Regions from separate parts of the Rattus norvegicus genome. Here region 1 is linked to region 2. Evidence: chromatin contacts called from public Hi-C data. All regions are on one chromosome and are shown on one strand. The core of a region is the stretch at or near the end of the contact, and the rest is flanking DNA. Distances in the headings are between cores, read along the strand shown. Region 1 overlaps Lrmda (leucine rich melanocyte differentiation associated). Region 2 overlaps Lrmda (leucine rich melanocyte differentiation associated).

Region 1 (2,700 bases), core at 76-2,575, 230 kb before region 2:
AACCAAGTAAAAAGAAATGAAAGAAGAGAAAGCTTTCTTGCGGCCTGCAGTGCTTATGTAATTCCTCCAGGTCAGGCAGGCAGCCATGGAGATGCTAGGCAGGAGCATTAGTTAGGAGTGATTAGTTAAAAAAAAAAGAAGAAGAAGAAGAAGAAAAGAAAGAAAAAAAGAGAGAGGGAGACAGAGAGGGAGGATAAGAGGGAGAGGGAGTCCAAGGATGGGAGGAGGATGTAAGCAAGAGAAAAGCTGCCGGCGTCCTGGCCGGTTCCCCTATGACTGTACATAGTAGAACCACTAAGAAATGATACTTGAAGTTATATTTATTATTGTAAGAGGGGTATGAGATTTCTAGGCAGGAATGATGGATGACAGCTTAAATTTGTGTCCAGGGAATGAAGGTGAACTGTGACAGAGTTATTTATCTTGGGAATGGAGGTTAGGGTCAGCCCAGGCTGGGTGCCTGAAGGCACAAGACATTGACAAATTTATCCTGCAGGCCGTATCTGAAGCCCTTTGTTTTGGATCCTGGCTTCTCAATAAGTGACCCTCATCCTTCATGTTGGCAATTCGTGAAGGATGCGGTGAACGCCAGCGGGGGCCCCTTCCCCCCCTCACCCCCACCCCGGCTCCCTGCTACTAATTCTTGTCATTCACTCTGCTGACAGGCACCAAGCCCAAACTATTCCCAGTTCTGAAAGGGAAGGTTAAAATATTTATTTCGGCTCATAATGGCCTCTCTGATTTACTGCAGGATCTTTTTCCCCCTTGCCTTTGTCATTGCAGGTCACTGGAAGGACTGAGTGCATTCAGGAGCCTGGAGGAGCTCATTTTAGACAACAATCTGCTCGGAGACGACCTCGTGTTGCCAGGGTTACCCCACTTGCACACCTTAACCCTCAACAAGAACCGAATATCCTTTTCTGGCACCCACGACGCTGGGTCCCCACAGTACCCCACTTGCCGCCCAGCTCCATGGGGGTCCCATTCTGCCACCCCAAACCCTTCTCCGCAAAAATACCTGCAAAATGTCAAATGAGTTTTATGTGTCAGCTAAATTAAAGTATGTGAAATACAGTCGGTGGGCAGACAAAGCGTTCTGTCTTCTGGCACTCGGGACACTTCAGAGTAATTTATTATAGGTCATTCATAAATGAAATGCACCGTTATATCTTCCTGTTGCTCCATTTTAGTGTAGAGATCTAAGTTATGGCTGCGAGGAAATCCTTTTAATAGATAAAAATAGAGAAAGAAAATAATGTCACGGGTGCCTGGGAGGAAAAGCTAGCTTCTGTTTGCCTGGGCTTGTGTGGGAGGGCGACCTCTGGTGGCAACCTGTGGGTAATGCCGCTAAGTTGACAGTCCTTGTAGGCTTCTGGAAGGCTTTAGGTGCAGGTCTGAATATCAAATAGAAGGAAGAAGGGAGGGAGAGGGAGGGGAAGGTAGGGAAGGAGCAGGGAGAGAGAGAGAGAGAGAGAGAGAGAGAGAGAGAGAGAGAGAGAGAGAGAGAGAGAGAGAGAGAGAGAGAGAGAGAGAGAGAGAGAGAGAGAGAGAGAGAGCAAGCTGAGGTGTAAGAAGTATGAAGGTCAGGCTCTGCAGTCCTCTTGTATATAGCTCTGGGTCTGATAACAGGCCTAGGAGAATCATGGTGGGTTTTGACCTACTTTGGGTAGGTGAGTATCTACTCAGTCTGGGATGAGAATTAGGAACCAACGGCCCTGGTTTCTATAGCGAGAATAAATCAGAAGACTTCTCTAAGAGCATAGGGTACGTAGCATCTCCATTGTTAGTGCTCTGGGTTACCAGGTGCTAGGATGCCAGCTCCACCAGGCAGGGATTTCTGAATCCTTCCTATGAACAATCCTGCCTGGGTAGAGTTCACATTCTGCAGATATTTGTGGGATGAACAACATATTCATTTTTACTACTTTCTCACTGAACACTCATGGAAGCCATGTACTGTGCTGGGGGACTTACCAAGTCCAATGAAGAATGTGTATAGGCTGTTCCTTTATCTAGTCTTAGAAATTCCAAAGTTATGTGTAAACACCCCCCCAAACAATGAACAGGCTTGAACCTGGGTTCAAGTCAGCCATGGGTTATCCAGAGGAGTTTGTTTTGTTTTGGCTCTTCTTCAGAGCCTTGGACTTGACGTCCAATTGCCTTGACTTATCAATGTTAACCACTTCTTGCCATCCACACAGTATGTTAGAAAGAGAAAGAGAAGCGGCAGCCTCCCTCCTGGTGATAAAGTAAAAACATATTCATCTGTTAAGTTCAGTGTGCGTGCTATGTCAGCACGTAGGATGCTCTCTGCACAATTACTTATCAGCCTCCTTGGTGCCTCAAGCTGTAAATTAGTATTTTCTTTATTCTGTAAAACATTGTCTCACACAGTTCTTGCTATTGTGACAGAATACTGTTGAATAGGAAGCCTCCAGCAAGTGTCTGTTGCTCATAGTCTGGAGGTAGACAGTCTGAGAGCAGGGTCCAGCAGGGATTTTGATGATGTGTCCCTTGCCTGTTCTTGCACTGGGGACAGACCATGAGAAAGGAAGATGAAGGGGAGAAGAGAAATGTTCTCACCTGCTTTTATCAATAGATTAATTCATCCTATCATGTGCTCTACCCTTAGGACTTGATAACTTTTCAGTGGATTTGAATTGTGATTGTGGGGTATAAACCGTGCAAATATGTGCAAAT
Region 2 (2,700 bases), core at 157-2,656:
TATGAGTTCCCCCAGCTTATTCAAGAAGACGTGTATGCTAAGGCTGATTGTGATTGAGAGGCCTGGAAAGTATAACGTTGTGCAAGATTTCTGAGGACATTTTTTTCTGAATATGGAGAGCTGAAGACTGGCCTATTGAAAAACTGAGTTCCCTATGGTCCAAAGATGACAATAAGGTGCTTGCCATGTCTGGGCTGCAGGAATGCTCTCATAAAACCTTATGTCAAAAGCTGTCTGCTATTTAAGGGGCCTTCGGGCCTTTTTGGTATTATACTAGATTCATAATAGTTACAGGCACCTCTAGGGAACCACTGCTTCATCCCTCCTTAATCAGTTGTAACCTGGGGCAGGGGACTAACTACCCTCTCAGCTAGGTGCATGCATGTGACTGTGACTGACTCTGCTCAGCACAGTGTGGTCTCTCAGAGATGGGTAAGTAACTCAAGCAAACCATGGGTTACCAAACTTGACTTGAAACTTATTTCCTTGGTGTACTTTGAATTGGATTTCACTGAACATGACCAAAATAGTACTCTTTTCTCCCCTGAAGTGTTGGATAAGACAGTCGGTCACACTCCCTGGATATGTGGTAAATGATTCCTATCATGTCATAATCACCAAGAGTATGAGTAACAATTCTATTTCTGTGATAAAAACAACAACAACAATAACAACCTATACTCAGTCTTTCTCCAAAAGTCCCAAAGCCCCAAACAAAGCCCTAGAACTTCGCCTCCTTTCTTTAAAGACATCTTCCTGGTTATGAATGTTGATTTTCAGTGACCCCTTCATCTTTCATGTTAATGAGTTCTGTGAGTCAGTCCCGGCCCTCTGGTCCTGACAGGCAAGAAGGGATGCCTAGCCCTCAGGGCAGGCTCTGCTGCTATCCTCCCAAGATTTCTTCCATATATGGCAACCATTTGCTACTAAAGTACACACAGGCACAATGGTGGCTTCCTTCTGTCCCAATTGAGACATAGAGACGAAAACATAGGTTTTAAGTCACTGGGCCTGGAGATCCATGGGGACTGAAGAGGACAAGCATGCGTGGGGCTTCCCTACCAGGCCCAAGCCCTGCCATCAAACAAATCAATTCTGCCTTCAGAGAGCCCTCGCTTGCCTTGTGATTATGTTTGTGTAAAGTCTTGGGGTCTTTGATCAAAGAATGGCCTTTCAGGCCAGACTCTAATCCTCCCTGCCTTAAGGTGTTTAAATGTTTTTTTTCCTCTCTCTCTCTCTCTTTTTCCTTTCGTTCTTTCTTTTTTTTTTTTTAAGTTGATAACAGCTGGGATTTAAGTTTGCCACTGCCCAGCTTTTGTTTTGAAAGGCCTTCTATTGTCTGTGGCTTCCCTTTCTGAGGCCAGGATGGATCATTGGGTAAACTCAAAAGCGAAAGAGGATATGGGTGGAAGTGGGCGGGGACTCTGAATTCATCTCCTGAGGAAGAATGTTTGATCAGTGGGGAGGATGGAACCTCTGGGGCTGACAGCAGGCACCTTTGGGAGGCGGGTGTGATTGGCACCTTTGAAGCCTCCTCTGGATCCTGAGTCCAGTGGGTCGGGAGCTTCCTCTGTCTGTGGGTGGTGGTAGTAATAATGTCGCAGCTCAGAGGATTAATTGCAGACAAGCAGCAGGATTATGAGGGGGTCTCCGGGGCTCTAAAAGAACACTTGGAGGCAAGTCTCTGATCTGTCGGCCTTGGAGGAAATTAGTGGGAGCCAGCTTTTTTTTTTTTTTTTAAAGGCATTTAGGATATTAACGGGAAATGCGAAGAGGATATTAAAATAGGGAGATAGCTTGGGGGGGGGCGCTGTTCCCCAAAGGCAGTGTTCCCACTCTCCACTGGGAATGTGCGAAGTTTAACCCATTTACACAGACTCCTTGGTTATGAAGAGGCAAAGGGATTGGTATATGCCATACAGCATGTTTCAGAAGGCAGGCTGGCTTCGCCTTGGAACTGAAGTTTGTGTGTGAGGCGTGCTTCCCCTTCTAGGCCAGGTTTCAGAATGCCCTGACAAGGAAGCTCCAGGTATAACGTTAAAACAAGTCAGGGCAGTACTGTTGCCCTATCTACATTAGCTATCTATTGTATATTTTACTTCTTACCCTTCTGGTTCCAGTCGGGATGCTGCCAATAAATCCTGTGTTACCATTAAAGAGGCCATTCATCACGCGTCCTAATGCGATTAATCAAGATACACCACAGTCCCCTTAAAATGAGATCATTTTGATAAATCATGTATGACATGAAAAGACTTTATTCCTTTTAAGTGCAATTTAGACTGTAATTTTTTCCCTCATTCATGATTCATGGGAGAAACATGGATAAAATTCCCTTGCAGTTACACCTTATCTACAGCCATAACTCAGAACTGCTTTTAGATGAAAATTCAGAGTCTTATTCACCAAAGCTGAATGCCACCTCATTATTTTCTGGCATTCAGTAGTCCAAAAAATAATGTCCGCACATTAAACAGTATTCTGTAAAAAAGAAAGAAAGAAAGAAAAAGTTGGAATTGGCTAGGCATCAGGCCCATCAATTATACTCTGTCATCTTTAATAAGGAAGATCTAGCAGATGTCTTCTTGGAGAATCTGTAAGAGCTCAGCCTTCTCTGCCCCCATTTAGAATGATCTGGAAACAAAAATGGTGGTAGCAGAAAAGTCAGGTTTCAGCTGCCTCACAGGCCTAGTCTCCTGT

The links. Hi-C and Micro-C count contacts between places; a contact is called where the count stands out from the background.
Region 1: a Hi-C map of the A7r5 cell line shows a contact between it and region 2, with 4 times the contacts expected there. The contact joins two enhancer-like sites. A contact is called at or near these places in 9 of 12 Hi-C or Micro-C datasets (the A7r5 cell line, Schwann cells, frontal cortex and 5 more).

What each region holds. Positions count from the first base shown.
Region 1 is chr15:1,745,431-1,748,130 of GRCr8, reverse strand. It overlaps Lrmda (leucine rich melanocyte differentiation associated), which reads left to right. Exons shown (of 7, transcript NM_001109441.1): 3 at 784-910. Among named protein-coding and RNA genes, the nearest start is that of Trnat-agu13, 160 kb to the left of the region's middle. Within about 2 kb of position 1,325, at least 10 of the 93 cell types and tissues checked have an H3K27ac peak or open chromatin away from gene starts, as enhancers often do. A contact at or near this core is called in the A7r5 cell line, where this site is marked.
Region 2 is chr15:1,514,942-1,517,641 of GRCr8, reverse strand. All of the region lies in intron 5 of Lrmda (leucine rich melanocyte differentiation associated), which reads left to right. Among named protein-coding and RNA genes, the nearest start is that of Trnat-agu13, 390 kb to the left of the region's middle. Within about 2 kb of position 1,406, at least 7 of the 93 cell types and tissues checked have an H3K27ac peak or open chromatin away from gene starts, as enhancers often do. A contact at or near this core is called in the A7r5 cell line, where this site is marked.